Linked DNA regions of Mus musculus: regions 2 and 3 are each linked to region 1. Evidence: chromatin contacts called from public Micro-C and promoter capture Hi-C data. All regions are on one chromosome and are shown on one strand. Each heading gives the region's core, a stretch centred on a gene start, on an enhancer-like site or on the middle of the called end of the contact. The rest is flanking DNA. Distances are from core to core; before and after follow the strand shown.

Region 1 (2,933 bases), core at 207-2,706:
CATTTGTTCCAAAATAATGAAGACTTTCAAGGCAGTAGAAATAAGTATTAGCCCAAACTCAGGGTCATCCTAAGGAATGAACCGCAAAGACTAGCACCACAAAGTGGGCAGGCTAGTCAAATAACTATCACTGTTAGAGGAAGGAGTCCACACACACCTCATGAAGAAAATACAGGAAAACACCCTAAGGGTGAAGAATCTACTCATTGGATTATTCAAAACTTTCAATAACCCAGATAGAAAAGTTCGTACTCATTTGGATAAAGAGCCTGAGATACTGAATAACAACCCCAAGTTGTGGGACCCAACACACTCCCACATCTCTAACTGGGTCTCCCCTGGTCCCTCAGACTTAGGGGCAACCAAGTGTACCCCGTGCACACCTGGATGTAGGTCTCTAATCCCTGCCGGCGCTGTTCCAGTCCTCTGGTCCTCCAGTTGGGCAGGCGTTTTGAGGGAAAGTCAGGCACTTTGTACCGTTTCTTGATCTGTACATCAGTTACAGAGGTGAGTTCCCAGCAAAGCACTCAAGCCCACTGCATCTAGCTGAGGACTTTCTCCAGTCCTCTCTATATGTCTGTCTTTAAGCTTCAACCTGGGACAGCTGGCAAGAGGTGGTTGGGACAGAAGTGACAAGCCAGAGAGTGGAAAGGACGCACACGGACAAGGTCAGTCTGAGCTGAGCTCTAGCCATTGCGTCCTCCCCGCGAGGGGCCCTGCAGCCCAGGGGGAGTCGCCTATGATCTGCACCCTCCTGGGGGCTGGGACAGTAATGGGGGTGACCAACCAGAAGCTGGGATCAGAGCTCTTTCTCATGCCACCGAGGGACCTGGCCTGGAGCCAAATCGGTGGGTAGTCCGCGACATCTCACCCGCTTGTGTAGAGCGTGGAACTCGCTGTAGCGCCGCGGCACGGTGTGTCTGCGTCCGCTGTACAGCACCTCCACTTGGAACACCTGGCGGGCGGAGGAGTGCAGACGGCGGGTCCAAAGGATGCAGTAGGACCCGCGCCGCGAGACGCGCCCAATTTCTGGTGTTAGAAAGGCACAAAGCCGACTTGGCGTGCCACCATCAGGGAAACCCCTTCCGAACCCCAGACACACCTGAAAGAAAAGGGTAACCGGCCCTCCCCTCTGCTCCAAGCGACCCCTCAAGAGCCCAAACCATTGTCCAAGGGGCTGGCAAAGCCAAGTAACCCCGAACCTTTGCGACGAATGTCCTAGCCCTGAATTCTGGGTCCCTTTTGCGCTGATCGCGAAGATAATCGGTAGATCCCCGCACACACTCTTCGTCCATTTGCTCACCATGTGGCCTTTCTCTGGACTCTGCCTGGGCCCTTCGGCCTCGGGCCCCACCGAGGGAATGTGAACTTCCAGCATCCGCGCCCCGACCCGGCTGCAGCCTCTCCCGGATCGAGCGCTTGGGCACCCGAACTCCCTGGAGCAGCCAAGCAGCCCTAAGAGGCTGACCCGCCCTCGGGCTCCAGGCCCTGCCCCCGGGCCGTAGGCTCCGCCCCACTCTCTGGATTTTTCAGCCCCAGGCTCCACCCTCTGATACGGGAGCCCGCCCTCGCCACGCCCAGGGTGTTCCCTGGCTCACTAAAGTCCTGAGGCCAGAAGATAACACCATGGGTCGCCATGCAAGGGAAGGAACCTTCAGCAGGGTCACCCATTTGTCAAACATTTCCCTAGTATCCCAGGTAGTCAGCCGAGGTACATTTTACCTGGTCTCTCTAAAATTTCACCTGGTCTTTGTTGAATGTCCTGGATGCTAAGGTGTCAGAGGAAGGCACAGTGGGTTTCAGGTCTGGGCTTCCGGTTAGGACCATCCTTGTTCTTAGAGAACCTAGCCACCACAACCTTCCCTCTTTCATGTGGTCCCTGGTAGCACCACCTGAAGACTCCAACTGAGGTAGTGCCGGGGTGAGGCTGGGATCCATTCTAGCTTTGATGAGCACCTACAAACCATTCATTTATTCCATCCACCCGTCCATCCATTCATCCTTCCTACCTTAGCATGCCTAGTTTGCTTCAAGCTAGTGTATGGGGAAGAGGCAGTTTAAAAACCCAGGCTTGGCACTGAAAGTCGAATGGCCTAGATATCAAGAACTGTGTGGAGTTTCTGCACAGCTGTAAAGCAGGTAACATAAGTATAAACACTGAGTGAAGCTGGGCGGCACGGGCCAGGGGTTCCACTTATCTATGAGGCTGAGGCAAGAGAATTGTTTGAAACCAGGAATTCAAAGTCAGCTTGAGCAACTCAGCCAGGACCCAATAGTGGCTTCCTTATGGGCTTGTTCAGCTGGGATGGATGGGTGATGATGGACAGATAATAAGAAGTAGGTACAGAAATGTGTGTAGAGAAGAGGAACAAAAATGAGTGTAGAGGCGGTGGCCCCAGCTGCTCTCATCCGCCCTGCTGGTCTTCTTCAGAATGTAGTAGGATTTTTGTTTGGCACATTGCTTAGTTTGGGTTTGGTTTTTCTAAATATGTAGATACGTTTTCTCTGTGTAGCCCTTGCTGTCCTGAAACTCCATCTTTAAACCAGGCTGGCCTCTAACTCAGAGATCTGCCTGCCTCTGCCTCCCAAGTACTGGGATTAAAGATGTGTGCCTGCCTGGCTATAGTAAGATTTCAAGACAGAATGATCACTTCATGTGTAAACACAGAAATGGCTTCCATTTCTACCTCAGCCCCACACTCCTTACTGGGCTCTAGGTAAAGTGCTCAATGGCCCAGTGTTCTGTTCTCAAACTGGGTCATGTGTGATGGTTATTCTGAATTGCCAACATGGCTACAGGTAGAGTTAACTAAAAAGACAAAACAAACAAACAAAAAAAAAAGACCACCAAACCGGAGTTTTGGTTAACAGCAGGATCATTTGAGGTAGGAAGACCCACCCTAAATCTGGGCCACACCTTCTCAGGGCAGCCT
Region 2 (2,933 bases), core at 238-2,737, 390 kb before region 1:
TTGGCAGTGGAGGTCATGTTGACCACTGCATTTTGGAGTAATACCAAAGTGAAAAAGTACAGGTTTTTCAAGCTGTCTCTTCTGCGTGTTGCTTTCTTTGCAGTGTCCTTCAGACTGAGTACTTACCTCATATTGTGATGGCCTCTCTCTCTGGACAGATTGTGACATCCAAGGTAGGTACATTGCCTGGCCCATTGTGGAAGCTTCCTGGATTCCTGCCCATGCTAGAAGCACATAGTATGTAGCTATTTACTGAACTTTGACTAAATGAACGGATGATTTGAGGTGACCACTGTGGTCTGAGAGTGCATCCTCTCCCTTTCCCTCTGCCCCACCTCTCTCTCTCTCTCTCTCTCTCTCTCTCTCTCTCTCTCTCTCTCTCTCTCCCCTCCCTCCCCCACCCCCAAGATAGGGTCTCACCATGTTACACTAAGCAGCCTGGAACTTGTTGCCTGCGTACTACAAGCTGGCCTTCAACTCACAGAGCCTCACCTGCCCCTGCTTCCTGGGTGCTAAGATAGATAAAGGCTTACACAGTCTCTACTGACTGCAGTCTAAGTTGACTGCACAGGTTTGACAACTAGGGTTCTCCTGTGAGTGTGGCTGGGATTTGGGGGTGTGTGTACATTGCTGCCTGGCCTCTGTGATTAGAGGGCCAGGTAAGACAGTGGCAGTGCACTAGGTGCCTTGCATGATCGATTGAAGCAGCTTGCACCGATTGGCTGGAAGCCACTGTCATTGTACTATGAATTGAAGGAAAAGATCTGTGGGATTAGATTCACACTGGAAATGGTGCTACTCTATGAGGAGTATTCTTCTATTTCAGATTTTGTTTTGTTTAGTGACATGGGTTTACAAATACTATTCTCCGGTTTCGGTTTGGCCACACACCAAAAGCAGCAAGTGCCCAGTGTGGTGAGGCACACTATTTCCAGCACTTGGCAGGACAGGAAGTAAAGGAAGGAGGATGGGGGTTTCCAAGTCATCTTCCAGTGAGTCTGAGGCTAGCCTGAGCTACAAAGACTGTATCAAAAAACAAACAAAAGGCAGACATGAACGAGTGGAGAGGGCTCAGCGGATAAGAGCACCGGTTGGTCTTCAGAGGACTTGGGTTCAATTCCCAGCCTCTACATGGCAGGTCACACTGTCTGTAACTCCTGTGCCAGGGGATCTGACATCCTCATATAGAGATACATGCAGGCAAAACACCAATGTGTATAAAAAATAAACATACATAAATGATTAAGAAAGAACAAAAGCAGAAATGAAGACTGGCCTTAGCCAAGCAGAACCTGAGTTCCTGGCATCGAGAGAGACCTCTTTCCCCTCTTCTCCCTGGCTACCGCCCCTCTTCCCGAGATGATAGCTTGCCCTTAGTACGCCTGCGCCCAGGCGGGGCGGTGCTTCGCCCTTTGTTGTGGGCCCCAGTTTCCCAGGACACCAAGCGGCGCTGGGTGGGGCTATGCAGATGAGGTACTTGGGGGCGGGGCGGTTGCGCGGCGGCGGCCGGGGAGGGTCAGTTGGAGGCAGGCGCTCGCTGAGGCAAGAGGAGGGCACTCGGCCCGCGGCCTGACAGGGACTTAGCCCACAGAGACCGGCCCGCGCGCGCGACCCCACACCCACCCACTCGTCCACCTACCCACTCCCCGCGCCGCCTCCTCCCACCCTGAGCAGAGCCACCGAGGATGATAAACACCCAGGACAGGTAACGGCCCGGCGCAGGCTCCCCGCCCCCATCCTCCCTCCGCAGCTCCAGAGGCCTTCGCACCCCCCCCCACCCCCGCAGCCTGCCCCCAGCCCCCAGGGGGCTCCATCCGCTCCCACTGTTCCTCTCGCCATCCCAGCCACTGCCACCCGAGTCCTGAAATCGGGCCTCCTTCCGTCCTTTAGCCCCCTTCCTCCAGCCCTGCCCATCCCCCTCATCCGGGTTTTCTCCTCGCCCGGAGCCCCCCCCCCCCAAAAAAAAAAAAAAACCTGGACATAGCCAGTCAGTCGCTCCGTTTTCTTAAGCCCAGTGGGACGGTGCCCAGTCCCCCATACTGTGGGCTTTCTCCCACAGATTCCCCGAATTGGTTCTTATCTTCCCTAAATCTTTCTTACTCCTCCACAAGTCACTTAATCGCTTTAAATCCATTCTCTAGTGAAAATTGCTTCCCAGGCAGACTCCTCTCAGCCCTGCCTGGCTGTCCCCAAAGACAAGCTCTGTCCGGCAGTTCTCAACTCAACCCTTTCCCCCTCTTCCCACCTCCTTGGGATGTGCAGTCCCACTCTCTTCCCCACCCTTCTCCAGGTAGGCCCCATTTTCCTGTCTGGGAACCCCCACTCTTTATTTCTCTAACACTATGGAGTCCATTCCTGCCCTCCAGCCTGTTTTTCCAATGATGTTGCCAACACTCTTCTACACACTCTTACCCTTTAAACACTACAAAGTCTCAGTTGGTACTCATCTTACCGCCCCCCCCCTTCTTTAAAATCATTACAATGCCCAACTTAGTCTCTCCCCTTTCCTGGGAAGATCATTAAGTGCTACCCCCTTTTAAATTTCACTCCAGGGCCTCCAAAACCAGATCCTGGGCCTTTGGAAGTTACCTACCTCAAGACCCAATCCCTGTTTCCCCCAGGATTTGAAATGCATTATTCTTTTGAAATGGTGTGGGTTTCTTAACTTTCAACCAAAGTAGGCAGAAGTCATCCCTTTAGTTACCCTCCCTTTTTCCATGTCCTCAGATATCCCACATTTCTGTCCCAGACAGACGCTCTTCTCCAAAGCTATTCCAGAATTTTCTGATCCCTCAGGATTTGTAATGCCACTTGCTTATGTATTATCTTGGCTTTCATTAGCAATTCAGAAATGATTCCTTTGCCTTCCCCTGTAAGGCTCGGTGCTAAACCCTCCAAAACTTTTTTGAAACCCATTCAGTCCCCATACTAGA
Region 3 (2,933 bases), core at 178-2,677, 370 kb before region 1:
CCTCTGTTTATAAGGCAAGTGCTTCACTAAGTCTTCTTCCCATTCCACCTTGAATTTATTTTTATATTACTGCTTCAACCTGAGTGCTGGGAATCTCAGATTAGAAATCTGGGGGTACCCAGCACTTGGGAGGCAGAGGCAGGCGGATTTCTGAGTTCGAGGCCAGCCTGGTCTACAAAGTGAGTTCCAGGACAGCCAGGGCTACACAGAGAAACCCTGTCTCGAAAAACCAAAATCTGGGGGTGAAAGATTCTTTGAGGGCAGGGGCCTTGTTACAGGCAGTACTACTGAAATGGAAACAAAGCTGGAGGAAAGAGCCTTACCTGCGGCATAGGGTAGGTTGTACTGTGCTGGGAGCAAGGAATAGCCCAAGTGGTGGTGGTGGTGGTGTGTGGACATCAGGCGCTGGGAAGGGGATGTGCGGGGCCGGTCGGCACTCCTGTCAGTACCTCCTGCTCCCGCAACACTGCCACAGCTGCCACCACCCCCAACCACCCCACAGCCTCCTCGATCTCTCTCCTGAGAATTTTTATCACTTATCTGGAAAGGAAAGGAGACATATCAAGACACTATAATGAGATATATACACACTAGTGATCTAACCAGTGTCCTATATTATGACTCTAAAACTGCAGGGTATCTACAAATAGAGGGAGTGCCCTTATGAGGCTGGTATCAAGTCACCCAAGTAGCATCTTGTCAGGGCCTGCACTTGCCCACTCCTCCCATGCTGTGGCTTCTACTCCGTGGTCTTTGGACAAGGACCTGGGCTGTCCTCCACTTACCGTGGGAGACTTGCTCTTGTAGTGACTGGCATGTTGCTGCAAGATGTCCAGGGCTTTGGACTCTGAGCTGGCTTTACAGCTCACACTGGGGCTGGCACGGGCCTTGTCAGCGTCCTCGCCACCTGAGACCTTGCTGCCATACGGGGAGAAAGAATAGCTGGAAGGCAAATAGGAACCTAGGAAAGGGGAAATCAAGCAGTCAGAGGAAATGAAGGCAGAAGAGACTGCTCTAGTGAAGGGTCAGGTGGCATCAGCTCGCCTAAGCAGTCCCAGACACTTTTAACCACAGCTCCTGGCTTCCTCCTCTTTTAACAAGCTAAGAACAGGTGAAGGGATAGCATATAGCACTCGGTTTACCAAAGCTGACTTCTCAGTTCTCCTGAGTTATCTCAGAGTCCTATGATAAAGTGGAAAGATCCAAGGAGTTAAAGTCAGACAGCCTTGGGCTGCATAACTGTAAATGAAGTGACAGCCTTTTGAGTTTCAGTTTATTATCAAAATGAAGATATTAGCAGGCATGACAGTACAGCCATAATCCCAACACAGGTGGTTGGGACAGAATTCTGCACTCAGTGTCAGCCTAGACTACATGAGATCCTGTTCTCCAAAACAAGGGCTGGTGAGATGGCTCATGGGTAAAAGGACTTGCTGCCAGGCCTGATGACCTGAGTTTGATCCCAGCACTCAGGCTAGAAGCAGGCAGACCTAGGTGAAGTTGAAGCCAGTTTCATCTATTCCAGGCCAGCCAGGATTACATAATGAAACCATGTTTTAATTGGAAAAGAAAAAGGGGTGGTGGTGGTGGTAGGCCAGGTGTGGGAGTACACACCTTCAATTCCAGTACTGGAGAGGCAGAGGCAGGCAGATTACTGAGTCAAGACCAGCTTGGTCTACATGATGAGTTCTGAGACAGCCAGGACTGTTTCAAAAAAGGGTGGTGGTCCTGGAGAGATGGCTCAGTATCTGGTAAGAGTACTTATTGTTCTTCCAGAGAACCTGTGTTCAATTCTCAGCACCCACATCAGGTGGCTGACTGTAACCCCAGCTCCAGCGGAGCTGATGTTCTCTGTAAACACTGTGATTACATGCATTTTTTCCTTCTCCCTCTCTTGCCCCTCACATACACACATTTATAAACAAATCTAAAAAATAAGCAAAAGATACTAGTACAAAAAGAACAGGAGCATATATAATGCTCTAATCCAGGACTAGGGAGGCAACAGTAAGAGGATTGTTTCAAGGAAGGTAGCCTGAATACAGTAAATTCTAGCATAGAATTTACAGAATCTAGTTCCAGCAAAGTCTTTTCCCAAACAAGCAACAGGAAGATAGGTGCACACACACCTGTAGTGTTAGCTGAGGCAGGAAGATGAGATGAAGGTCAGCCTGGGCTTAGATGGCCAGACTATGTCTCAGAAACTGAAGCTGGGCTGGAGAGACACATCAGTGGTTAAGAACACTTGCCTCCATTGCAAAGGACCCAGATTTCATGTCTAGCACCTCCATGGTGGCTCCACCTTTCCTGGCTTTCCTGGGTATCATGCATGCACATGGTGCACATAAATACATTCAGGTAAACATTCACACAAACATACGCAACCATGCTTGCATACAAGCACGAGGATCAAAGCTCAGATCACCAGGGCCTACAGAAAAGGCCAGGTCAAAGTGCTCATAGTTCTACAAGTGTGAGGGTACAGACAGCAAAACCCCTGGAACTCGTGGCAAGTCAGTCTAGAATAATTGAGTTTTAGGTTCAGTGAGAGACCCTGTTTAAAAAAATAAATCATGGAAGAAGATAAATGACATTGACCTCTGACCTACACACAACATGCAAATGCATAGAAACACAAGCTGGGTGTGGTGGCTATGCTTATAATTCCAGCACTTGCGAGCAGAGCCAAGAAAAAGGAGGAAAGCTGGTTAATTATAGGCTAACAAACAAGGGCTCCATAATATGACTGTCTCAACAATGAAGACAGAACAACAGGGAAAAATGCATAAATCATTTAAGACAGTGCATGGCCCAGAGACAAGCCTCAGCGGATGGAGCTTTATTTGTATATAGGTGGTAGGCACACTGTGAGGGTGAGATGATCTCCGTATCTGTTTGAAAAGCTTACTTGTATTCAGAATTTATCCCATCAT

The links. Promoter capture Hi-C pulls out the DNA fragments that hold promoters and counts their contacts. Hi-C and Micro-C count contacts between places; a contact is called where the count stands out from the background.
Region 2: a contact with region 1 is called in a Micro-C map of embryonic stem cells, with 3 times the contacts expected there. The contact joins the promoter of Oaz2 here to the promoter of Snx22 in region 1. A contact is called at or near these places in 10 of 39 promoter capture datasets (the 3T3-L1 cell line, the C10 cell line, the HPC-7 cell line and 5 more), 1 of 15 datasets of contacts at CTCF or cohesin (large pre-B cells), 7 of 484 Hi-C or Micro-C datasets (B cells, CD4 T cells, CD8 T cells and 3 more), 8 of 115 datasets of contacts at active chromatin or transcription factors (the 230-238 cell line, embryonic forebrain, embryonic stem cells and 5 more) and 1 of 9 other capture datasets (macrophages).
Region 3: a contact with region 1 is called in a promoter capture Hi-C map of liver, with 2.1 times the contacts expected there. The contact joins the enhancer-like site here to the promoter of Snx22 in region 1. A contact is called at or near these places in 6 of 39 promoter capture datasets (the C10 cell line, embryonic stem cells, hematopoietic stem and progenitor cells and 2 more), 1 of 484 Hi-C or Micro-C datasets (pre-B cells) and 1 of 115 datasets of contacts at active chromatin or transcription factors (large pre-B cells).

Annotation. Positions count from the first base shown.
Region 1 is chr9:66,068,303-66,071,235 of GRCm38.p6, forward strand. Snx22 (sorting nexin 22) reads right to left here and starts at 1,457. Exons shown (of 6, transcript NM_001379335.1): 1 at 1,304-1,457; 2 at 872-955; 3 at 384-488. The coding sequence starts at 1,378.
Region 2 is chr9:65,675,061-65,677,993 of GRCm38.p6, forward strand. Oaz2 (ornithine decarboxylase antizyme 2) reads left to right here and starts at 1,488. Exons shown (of 5, transcript NM_010952.3): 1 at 1,488-1,705. The coding sequence starts at 1,686.
Region 3 is chr9:65,696,709-65,699,641 of GRCm38.p6, forward strand. Zfp609 (zinc finger protein 609) reads right to left here. Exons shown (of 10, transcript NM_172536.3): 7 at 786-961; 8 at 324-540. Among named protein-coding and RNA genes, the nearest start is that of Oaz2, 22 kb to the left of the region's middle. Within about 2 kb of position 1,428, at least 6 of the 459 cell types and tissues checked have an H3K27ac peak or open chromatin away from gene starts, as enhancers often do. A contact at or near this core is called in liver, where this site is marked.